Regions from separate parts of the Mus musculus genome. Here all the other regions are linked to region 2. The links are chromatin contacts, called in public HiChIP or PLAC-seq and promoter capture Hi-C maps. All regions are on one chromosome and are shown on one strand. Each heading gives the region's core, a stretch centred on a gene start, on an enhancer-like site or on the middle of the called end of the contact. The rest is flanking DNA. Distances are from core to core; before and after follow the strand shown.

Region 1 (3,558 bases), core at 934-3,433, 800 kb after region 2:
GTTTACACACTACACTTCTGCAACAACCAGCACTATCTACCATCTCTCAACCCACTAGTGCCCAGCATGTGATCTTGTATATGCAGAGCCCGTCCATCTTCATTGAAATGGCCATCATCTTATTTGACATTGAAAATGAAAATTTATATTTTAAAAATATATACATTTTAATTTTATTTTGATTAAAATAAATAAATTTATAAAATCAAAACTAAAATAATAGTTCAAAAGGGAAAATGCCAATATCTCTATGGACTTTGTATCACTTGAAAATATCCTATAAATGTGCCATGGCTTATTTATTTTGATTTCTATGTTTGGTTTTCTCTAAAATTTCTTTCAGTAGTATAAGATTTTAAAAGTTATTCTGCCTAAATATGTGTTCCTTTTGTCTGTTATATACTATATTCTTATATGTAACACATTAAACTAATACCCTGTTATATTATATCTCTCATTCAAACATCAGTCACAGATTAAAAAGTAGTAGCCAACTTTCCCCTAAGTGATTTATTCTGAAAGTAACTTAATGAATTTTTTAAAGATTTATTTTATTTTTAATTTGTATGTGTATGTGTGATACCCAGTGTTATTCAGTTCCCTAGAGTTGGAATTACAGGCATTTGTGAACTGCCCGACATGGATGTTAGAAATCAAACTTGCTGTGATAGCAATACTCACCCATACAAAATCCGCCTGCCACTGCCTCCCAAGTCTAAGATGTATGAATAGTGCAGAAAACCCTAAGTCAATCCTCTCCTGTACAGAGATGCCTGTGTCCACACATATACATACATGCTTTTTGTCAATACCATTGTGGCATACCTTTATGGTGGTTTGTATGTTTGGCCGAGAGAGTGGCACTATTAGGAGGTGTGGCCTTCTTCGGATAGGTATGGCATTGTTGAAGTATGTCACTGTGGGGGTGATCTTTGAGACCCTTCTCCTAGCTGCCTGGAAGAGACAGTCTTCTTCTGGTTCCCTTTGGAACAGGATATAAAACTCTCAACTCTTCCTGCAGTGCCATGTCTGCCTGTGTCCTGCCATGCTTTCCACCTTGATGTTAATGGGCTAAACCTCTGAACCTGTAAGTCAGCCCCAATTAAATGTTGTCCTTTATAAGAGTTGCCTTGGTCATGATGTCTCTTCAAAGCAATGGAAACCCTAACTAAGACACTGTAGATAAGAAAAAGTTGAGTGTATACCTGGGAGAACAGCATTAGTCTGTTACTAATGTTCTGTTGGGTTTCTTCCAGCAAGGGTCCACATCCCAAAGGTTCCATAACCCCCAAACACTGCTCAGATGTGGGATGAAGCATTAAATATATGAACCTATAGGAGACATTCCTCATTTACACCGCCATATATGTATCAGTGTATAAGCGAAAAAAAAAAAACAAAAAACAAAACAAAACCCTCAAAAGAAGTCCCACACTTTAGGACTTAGATTAGCAGCCCAGTCTTACTCATCAGCGATCAACCTAATTTTTGCAACCCAAGGGTTATGCAGTATGGATATGTCAACTCCTGGGTTTCTTCTATTTAAATTTGACTAGCAACATAGATTAATAGAAAACTTGCAAAGACTATTACACAGAGTACCAAGAGCTTTCATAACATTGTGCTGAGAATGCATTGGGCTATAACCTGGCCCTGTACTTTCTTCGACATAAGGGGATGCCCAGAGTAAAAGTAACAGAATCACTTTGGCTACTGTTACAGTGAGTGTGGTCAGTTTAGACAGTTAGTGAACCCTGTGTTTTTGTTCAAGAGGAAGTTATCTGACAGTGTGATGATAAAGCTAATAAGACAGAGGAGATACATGCATCATGTTAAATGTCAAATGTGAAGCTTCAGTTGTGTCTCAAATTCACTTTATTCTAAATTGAAACCACATAATAATTTATCACATTGCTAAGTAATAACACCTAGCTATGAAGTGTGGAAGAGTATCTTCCACAGTTAATTGAGCTTATCATTAATAGGCATTTTTTATAAAAGAATAATTGAAACTGATGTTGTATAAGTGTTCGGAATAACATTAGTACTCAGAGAAAATATGTTCAGGTGAGTTCCAGCTCAAGGACCTCTGAGCCCTTTTTCTGAAGCACAGGTGTCTTCAACTGTAGGAACTTACCTCTGAGTAACCAAGGAAACATAGCAATAGCATCTAATATTTGTGTAGTCTTTTGGTCTACCCTGACAGACAATTCAAAAACAGGCTTTACATGCCTAGTGCTGGGGGTTTTGTTAAATGGCCTTTGGCTCTTTGAGGGAATATTGTCAGCCCAAATGAAAAAATTTAAACTATACATTCATGTATGGTTACATACCTACTTATGTTTATTATAGTTATTAACATAGGTAGTTAATCGTTGCTACCTTGTCACACCTACCTCGTCCAGCAAGGAAAACGCAACAGGGTCGGATTCTTCTCAACAGCTTTATTGCAGGAACGCCTTGATGCTACGGGAACCCCGGGAACTTAGGGAGGACTGCTTATATACACCCCAGCACTGGGGAGGGCTATGTGTCCTCCTGGGATTGGTCGGCCTGTCGACACTTCATTAGCATGCACCCGCTCTGGAGGGGTTGGCGCCAGATTCGGGCTAGCGCCTGCGCAGTGGTGTTGTGGTGTTGTTTACGGCCACGGTGTACCGGAAACCGGTGCCATCTTTTAGGTGCCGGCTGCCTATAATACCTTATGGCTTTTCCACGCATTCTCACTGTTATTTTACCTTCCTTTTTCTTTCTCTGTTATCTCCCTCCCCATTTCCTAACTAAAGCCCTTCATGGTTTTCCCATTTACCCCATTAGATCACTTCTACTCTGCTATTCTTCACAATTGACCCTGTGGTGTGTTGAGTGAGACTGGCCCCCCTAGACTCATATGTGTGAATACTTGGTCCCCCATTGTTGGGATTATGAAAAGGATTTGGAAGTGTAATCTTATTGAAAAAGTGTGTCACTGGCAGCGGGCTTTAAGATTTCAAAAGCCTAAGACAATACCATAAAGCTCTCTCTCTGATGCTTGGTTGCTGTCTCGAGATGTGAGCTTTTAGTTATAGTTATATGTTGCATGCCTTTCTGCTGTCATACTTTCAACTAAAATAGTTATGGACTATTAACTTTCTGAAACTTTAAGTCCCTACCTGATAAATTCTTTCTCCTATAAGTTATCATGGCCATGGTGTCTTAACATAGCAATATAAAAGTTCTGAGACACCTCCCAAGGCCCCCATTCCAACAGTGGTCCTCTCTTACGTTTCTGGTTTCTTCAATTACCCCAGTGTATGTACTATGAAGATTTGAAATTAGAGCATTTGTTTCTCTAAGTCTTGGTTACATTACTCAGTATAATCTTTACATCTTGCCTACTTCAGTCCATTTACCTGTAAAGTTTGTGATTTTGAATTTTTTTTATATCTGAATAGTATTCCATAGTATATATGAACCACATTTCCTTATCCACACATTAGTTGAAAGACATTTAAACTCATTCCATTCCCTAGCTAGTGTGAATAGTTTAGCAGTGAACATAGCTGACCAAGTATAGGT
Region 2 (3,709 bases), core at 114-2,613:
AGAAACCCTGTCTCGAAAAAGAAAAAGGAAATTCACGTTTTCTCAAACTATAGTGTGCACTGTACATTTATGACACATTTAGGGTGACCAACTGCCTTGAGCTGCCTAGAATTGACAGCCTTTCTGGGCACACATGCACTCTAGTGTTAAAACTCATATTAGAGCATGCACACTTCAAGTGCTCTATACGCACAATCACTGTGCAGTCCAGGGAAGCATGGGGCAAACCAGTCTGCACAGATGGACCTTCAAGACACACCTAAGAGACATGGGAAATCACAGGGGAAGAGTCAGACGCAGGTGAAATCTACCACCCAAGTCAACGAACCAGAGCCGGGACACAGGGCTATCCAGTGACATCCCCCGGGCCTAAGATAAAAATGCCAGGAAGGAGCAAAGGTGAGCCTAGAGGCTGGGAAGACTGTAGTGGGAGACCCCAAGGAAAATGCTAACAGGAATGGCCCTTCATGAAGGGGAGGCCGTCGGGGAATAGAGAAAATAGGTAACAACATGTAAAACAAAGCACCCAAAAGTTAACTGCGTAGTTTAGGCATGAGCAGGAAAAAGAAAGAAAGAAAGAGAGAGAGAGAGAGAGAGAGAGAGAGAGAGAGAGAGAGAGATAGATAGATAGATAGATAGATCTAGATTTATAATGTTTCAGCTGGAGAACATGACCGGAGGTTGACTGAAAGAAAGGGGACAGGGTGAAAGGTGGTATGGGGGAGGGGCCCGGGCGCTGGGCGGTGAAGAAGGCTATGTAGGACACGAATTCACATCAGATAAGCACCAGCAACAGGCAGCAAATGAACTGCACAGAGTTTCCACCCGTGTCAGGCATTGCTCCGTGACTGATCCGGCTCACTAACGGTCACTGGCGAAAAGCGTCCCTCCCACTTTTCACGCTGGGGAGACTTGAGCCACAACTCCGCTCACAGGCCGCCGGGGCGCGAGTCCCGGAGGGCCTCCCTCCGAGTGCCCGGCGGGCCTACCTGTGCAATGGTGGCAGGTCCTGCGTGTCGCTGGCCGGGTCGGGTGTGTTGGGGATGACTCCTAGAATGGTGCTCTGCAACGACGTGCCCTTGAGCAAGCGGCTCCGCACCAGCTGCAAGTTGCGGGCCGTGTCCACACTTGTGCGCATAGTGGAGCCAGGCAGCAACACACTCTCGTGGGTCAACAGCAGCGGAAGGCGGCTGGGGATCTGGATGGGGCTCACGGAGGACATGGCCACTGGTCGTCAACACCAGAGGTGTCAGGAGGACTCCCAAGTACGAACTCTACACTTCCTTCGCCGAACGCACCGCAGCCGTCACTCGACGGCCCGCCCCCAGGCCTGAGTGCCGCCGCTTCCGGCACCGCCCCTTCCCCAGGCTCCGGTCCCCAGGCCTGCCGCCGCTTCCGGCCCCGCCCCTTCTCCAGGCTCCCAGACTTCTGCCCGGACGCTTCGGACTCGCCCCCGGGCCATGTGCTGCTGTTTCCGGGCCCGCCCACAACCCTTCCGGAGGCCGCAGCGGCTAAGCCTTCCGGTCTGTCACTCTCCCCCCCCCCCCCCCCCCAAAGCTAAAGCGTAGCGGCTTCTGGCTCCGCCCCTAGACCCAAACCCCTCAATTTCTGGCTGCATCCCCAGGCTGGTCCCTACATTAAACACCTCCGCTCCCCGCTAGCCCAGAGATACCCAATTTCTGTCGCTTCGCTCAGCCCTTCTCTCTGAACCAGTGATGCCAGACGACAAGCAAACCTGGTGCACAGACAGCATGAACAGTGCCTGCATTTAAATTCGGAAGGAATGTTGAGAAGGACGGTGTGCACTAGACATTTTTAAACCTTTTTATTGAATAGATTTTATATTTTAACAAGTATCCTATACCTCTCACTCGGTTTTCCCTATTATGTTGCATAACCATGGTTCACATAACCCAGGAAATTAGTATTACCATTACCTAATCCATAGACCTTCTCCCAAGCTGGTGGGTTTTACTATCGTCCTTAATTTTTCACTTTGTTTATCTCCTGGATCTCTTAAGTCTGTGATATTGCTTCCATCTTTGCTTTATTTTATTAGTATTTTAAACAGATACTTTTAAAAAAGGGGCATTCAATTATTTGTAGAAGGTCACAATTTGGATGATAGATTCTAGGTTGTGGTCTGAGTCACTGAGGTCTAGAGGGAGGGTGAACTGGTAGGTGATGATCTTGGTTGTGACACACTCATCAAGTATGCATTGTGTAGATATCTTGAGATAGACTTTGGGAGTAATATAAAGAAAAAATATATACAATAACTTACCTTTTTATTAAGAGTCTTATCTGGAGAGTAGAGGACTTATACTCTGAGATTCCTGGTGTCTTTTTAAAAATGGTACTTGGGATTGGACCAAGGGCTCTGAACATGGTAGGTATTTTATGAGGAAACTATGACCATCTTAAAAACCTTGGGGCATATTTTTTAAAAAAACTTTATTTATTTTTATCATGCATACATATCCTAAAAGCAACAAGTGTTTTGTGTGCATACTAATGTCTGGACTTATTTTTGTTTAATAAATTAATTTTTTGATTTTATTATTTTCTTGGTCTCCTAGGACAGGGTCTTAACTGAGTCACACATATGGCCAAAGAAAAAGAGTCATTCCAGGATGATATATGGCCTTGCAGGCAGCCAAGAGGTCTAGCCTCTTGTAGACTGAACCCCAAACAGCTGTGCAGAACCATGTAATTGTCACACAAAAGTTGTTTTTAGAGTAAAACAGGAACTTCATACCAAAACCCAGGTCTAATCTGTGTGTTTCTTGAAGGAGCACCAAAACCTTGCAACTTCAATTCTTACTGTCTACTGTTTGCTGTACCCGACTATGCAAGCTGTTTCATGTTTGTCAGGGCCTTCTTGTGACTAAACTCACTGTTTTCTACAGTGATTTTTTTTTTTGGTAAGGTCTAAGTAATTCCAGAAAATAATTACTTCATTCTGATGTTTACCCTAGATACAATGACTCTACTAATTGTCCCACTCTAGGGCTTGCTATGCAAGATTGATTTCCAACTTGAAATCTTCCTATCTCAGCCAGGAGTGCTGACGTTAGAGATATGTTCCATCGTGTCTACCTTAGACTTAGTTTGACAAATACAAATTCATATTGCACTGTAAAGGTAGGGTGTGGTACAGTGTAGTGGTTTGAATGAAAAAAAAATGTCCCCCTTAGTCTCAGCTGTTTAAATACTTAGTCCCCCAGTGGATGGCACTGTTTAGGGGGGCCTTGGAGGAAGTGTGTCACTGGAAACAGTCTCTGAGACTTTAAAGATCAGAGACATCCCCAGGTCAGTCTCTTTGCCTGTATTTCTGGTTCAGGATGTGAGCTCTCAGCTTCCTTTTCTGCCACTAGGCTTTGATCTACCATCATGGGCTCAAACGTTCTGGAAACTAAAACCTAAATAAACTCCCTATTCTATACGTTGCTTTGGTTAAGGGGCCCACATTTAAGTTGCTTGCTTGTCCACATGTTTCTATGATGGTGTGCATCAGCCCATTCAAGAGAACATCGGGAATGCACATGTGATGTCTTCAGTAATTGTGTGGTTTTCTTGGCCCTTTTAAAAACCGGATTTGCATGAACGTATTTCATTTATCTAATATGTGTTACTAGATATATAACATAATATATGTTAGACACTTACTTTATACTGAGTAAAAAGGTATACTTTATACCTGAGTAGG
Region 3 (3,178 bases), core at 165-2,664, 890 kb after region 2:
TCAGCTGAAATAGCAGACATTGAGAGGTAATTTGAGTTATCTTAAAGATTGAAATGGTAAGTCATATAAATTAAGCTCATTTTAGGAGAAGTAGAAGCTAGTAATGCAATTAATAGTGTAATCTAAACCAGTCCTGTAATTTCAAACGTGGCATAAGAAGTCTAAGATTTAGAAAGAGGTTTATGATGTATGTTAATAGAAGTACAATTTACTTGTACATTGCAACAAATATTATAACATAATTACATTAGGACAAAAAGGAAAATGACTGAAGGATGTGTGCATGTGACCAATAGCAGATTACAGTAGGTCTAACTGCCTGCACGAAGAATACATCCTAAAATAATATTCTTTCTCGAAAATCCTAGAGTCTTGCCCATGAAATAGTATCAACAGACTTGCTGTAATAACCATAAAGAATGTATTAGTGGACAACTTTGTAGTATATAATGGTCTTACATAAATTAATTGCACTACAATGAGCTTATTTTTTAGCTTACTATAAGCATTAAGAATTCATCATGCTGGGTGTGGTGGCACATGCCTTTAATCTCAGTATTCATGGGGCAAAGGCAGGCAGGAAGATCTCTGTGAGTTCCAGGCCAGCTTAGTCTACATAGTGAGCTCCACATCAGCCAGGCCATGCAGAGAAACGCTATCTCAAAAAAAAAAAAAATCAATATATAAGCATTCTGTAAACAAAAATATTCTAAAACTTTTAAGGAAAATTCTAAAATTCTAACAAGAATATTATACTCATATTTTTATATATCACTACAAGAAAGAAATCATTTAAGTCTTAATTTCTATACATACTATATTTTTATTGTCTGTTAATTCTTTCTTAAGATGCAAATAGTTTCACTGCTAAGGAAATGTTCTAAAACTTATTTAACAATGCTGGTTAAAAAAATAAAATAAAAAATAAAAATTAAAAAAGACAAACAATGGTGGTAAACTCAGGCATACTACTCAGGCATTTGCTCCAAACCCAAAACTTATCTCCATGAGTGAATAATCATTAAAACTCAAATATACACTTTAGCAACTTAAATGCAATTCTACTTCAAAAAATATTCATTTCACACCATCAAAAGGTTATTGTCTCGGGATTGTGTTATTAATTTTGAAGTGAGAAATCTTATACTTATCAAAGCTATATACCAATATCTTAAAGTCCTATATTATCTTACATTTTTCTTAAAAATCATATGCTCTATAAACTTTTATATACCTGTTCACAAAGAGGCTCTGATTTCCTCTGGGCTTTTTGTTCTGGAGCTACCATAGCTATGCTGGCTGGCCCTCCACTGTGTTTGCTTCTTTAATACACTGAAACAGTGCAACAGTGAACATCTACTGGGAGAGAGAGGAAAGCACACGTGATAAAGAACTAAACATAGAAGAACAACTAAAGACATATGAATGCAGTGTCCAGTCAGTAGAAATGCACTAGCAAGCAGGCACTGTCACAAGTACAGTGCATGAGCACAATTTGAGACTGCTCCCCAGCTTCAAAATGAAGTATTTAAATACTAACAGCACAAGCACTGCCATAATAAGAACGTTCTTGGTGTGTTGCCTAGAAAGTACCGTGTATAGTGCAAACCAGGATTGCAGTCACTGCACACACCACTGTGTTACACTGAAGACATTCTCACAAATACAAGTGCACACTGAGCATCTTCCTGTTGTCCTCCCCATTACTCTCCATATGATATCAGGATTGCTTCTGCTTTCATGGCCTAAAGGGAGAGAAAATGTGGATATGTGTCTTTCGCAGACAGGCTTACTTCCCGTGATAAGATTCTCTTCACTTATTTCTACTTGAAGTTAACTCCACGGCTAGAAGAAATTCCATTGTACATAAATAGCATATTTTCTTTATCTGTTGTTGGACATTTTGGTTGGTTCCATAGTTTATCTCTTGTGAAAAGATCTGTAGTAAACATTCATATGCAGTAAGTGTACTGTGATGTATTGACTTAGAGTTCTTTGTATAAATAAATGCACAGGAGTGCTAGACCCAGGCTATATTGTAGTTTTAGTTTTTTGAGGAACTTCCATACTGATTTCCATAGTGACTGGACTAGTTACATTTCCACCAACAGACTAAGTGTTATCTTTTGTCCAAGTCGTCAGCAGAGCATCTGTTGTTTTGCTTTTCAGTTATGACATGATTTGCTGGGTGTAGTAGTCTGAGTTTGCATTCCTTGCCTTTTAGAGCTTGGAAAACAGAATTCCAAGCCCTCCTGACTTTGAAAGTTTCTGCTGTGAAATGTAGTGTTACTCCAATGAGACTGTCTTTATATTATGTAATTTACTTCATTTACTTGTTTCTCTTACAGCTTTCAAAACATGTCCTTTGTTTTGTAGACTTAATATTTAGCTATGATGTGGGGAGGTTTTACTCTGGTGGTCTTTGGTGTTCTGAATTCCTCCTGTACTAGAATGGACACTTCTTCCCCTAGATTTGGGAGATCTGCTATCGTTTTACTGAAAAACAGTTTCTCCCATCAAAGTATAGCAATGCTGGGAGGGTGGGACGGCTATAACTTGATGTTTTCCATGCCATTAGCATGAAATTCTCTTTGTATGCCTGCGAATCATATGTTTGATCTTTTACAGTTTTCCATAGATCTTTAATATTCTACTCATAGTTTCTTATCTTTGCTATCATGTAAATGTTCATTCCTTCTACCGTGAAGTTCTTGCCTACTTTATGATTCAAATCTTGACTCTGAGAACTTCTTTTCTGTCTCCATAATGCCTGTCACACTCCTAAGTAGTCCTTTGTAAAAGACTGGTCACAGATGTTGATTCGACGAGTGGGAAGTTTTTTATAGGCCATTCATACCTCTCGTCTGGCCATGAATACTGTACCACTCCTGGGACGTCCTTCAGGATGTTAGGGGTGCCACTTGAAACCCATCTATATTGCCTTACAGACTCTTAACTTCAACCAGGTTTCCACTTTGCTGAATACTGGTGTGCAGTGCTAAATCAGAGTTTCTCCTGCATAGCCTAGAGGTAGGATGGCTCCCCGGGTGCATCAGCCCCTCCAGGATGGACACTAAATTTTTTCCCTTGCTCTGTTTTGTAAAATTCCTATTATACTTTGCTATTAAAGTAGAGATTTAGGAGCATTGCTCACCTTTTTATGGATGTTTTCCAACTT

The links. Promoter capture Hi-C pulls out the DNA fragments that hold promoters and counts their contacts. HiChIP or PLAC-seq counts read pairs in DNA pulled down with a chosen protein or histone mark.
Region 1: a promoter capture Hi-C map of the HPC-7 cell line shows a contact between it and region 2. The contact joins the enhancer-like site here to the promoter of Lonp2 in region 2. A contact is called at or near these places in 17 of 39 promoter capture datasets (the 3T3-L1 cell line, 3T3-L1-derived adipocytes, the C10 cell line and 12 more), 1 of 484 Hi-C or Micro-C datasets (embryonic stem cells), 3 of 115 datasets of contacts at active chromatin or transcription factors (bone marrow-derived macrophages, hepatocytes and large pre-B cells) and 1 of 9 other capture datasets (adipose tissue).
Region 3: an H3K27ac HiChIP or PLAC-seq map of cardiomyocytes shows a contact between it and region 2, with 8 times the contacts expected there. The contact joins the enhancer-like site here to the promoter of Lonp2 in region 2. A contact is called at or near these places in 5 of 39 promoter capture datasets (cranial neural crest, embryonic stem cells, hematopoietic stem and progenitor cells and 2 more) and 4 of 115 datasets of contacts at active chromatin or transcription factors (the NIH/3T3 cell line, bone marrow-derived macrophages, cardiomyocytes and 1 more).

What each region holds. Positions count from the first base shown.
Region 1 is chr8:85,824,961-85,828,518 of GRCm38.p6, reverse strand. The region is part of intron 5 of Itfg1 (integrin alpha FG-GAP repeat containing 1); the gene reads left to right. Among named protein-coding and RNA genes, the nearest start is that of Itfg1, 14 kb to the left of the region's middle. Within about 2 kb of position 2,183, at least 9 of the 459 cell types and tissues checked have an H3K27ac peak or open chromatin away from gene starts, as enhancers often do. A contact at or near this core is called in the HPC-7 cell line, where this site is marked.
Region 2 is chr8:86,621,697-86,625,405 of GRCm38.p6, reverse strand. Lonp2 (lon peptidase 2, peroxisomal) reads right to left here and starts at 1,363. Exons shown (of 15, transcript NM_025827.3): 1 at 990-1,363. The coding sequence starts at 1,222.
Region 3 is chr8:85,728,972-85,732,149 of GRCm38.p6, reverse strand. The region is part of intron 14 of Itfg1 (integrin alpha FG-GAP repeat containing 1); the gene reads left to right. Gm39214 (a long non-coding RNA gene) reads right to left here. Exons shown (of 5, transcript XR_879039.3): 1 at 1,235-3,178. Among named protein-coding and RNA genes, the nearest start is that of Gm39214, 4.2 kb to the right of the region's middle. Within about 2 kb of position 1,414, at least 6 of the 459 cell types and tissues checked have an H3K27ac peak or open chromatin away from gene starts, as enhancers often do. A contact at or near this core is called in cardiomyocytes, where this site is marked.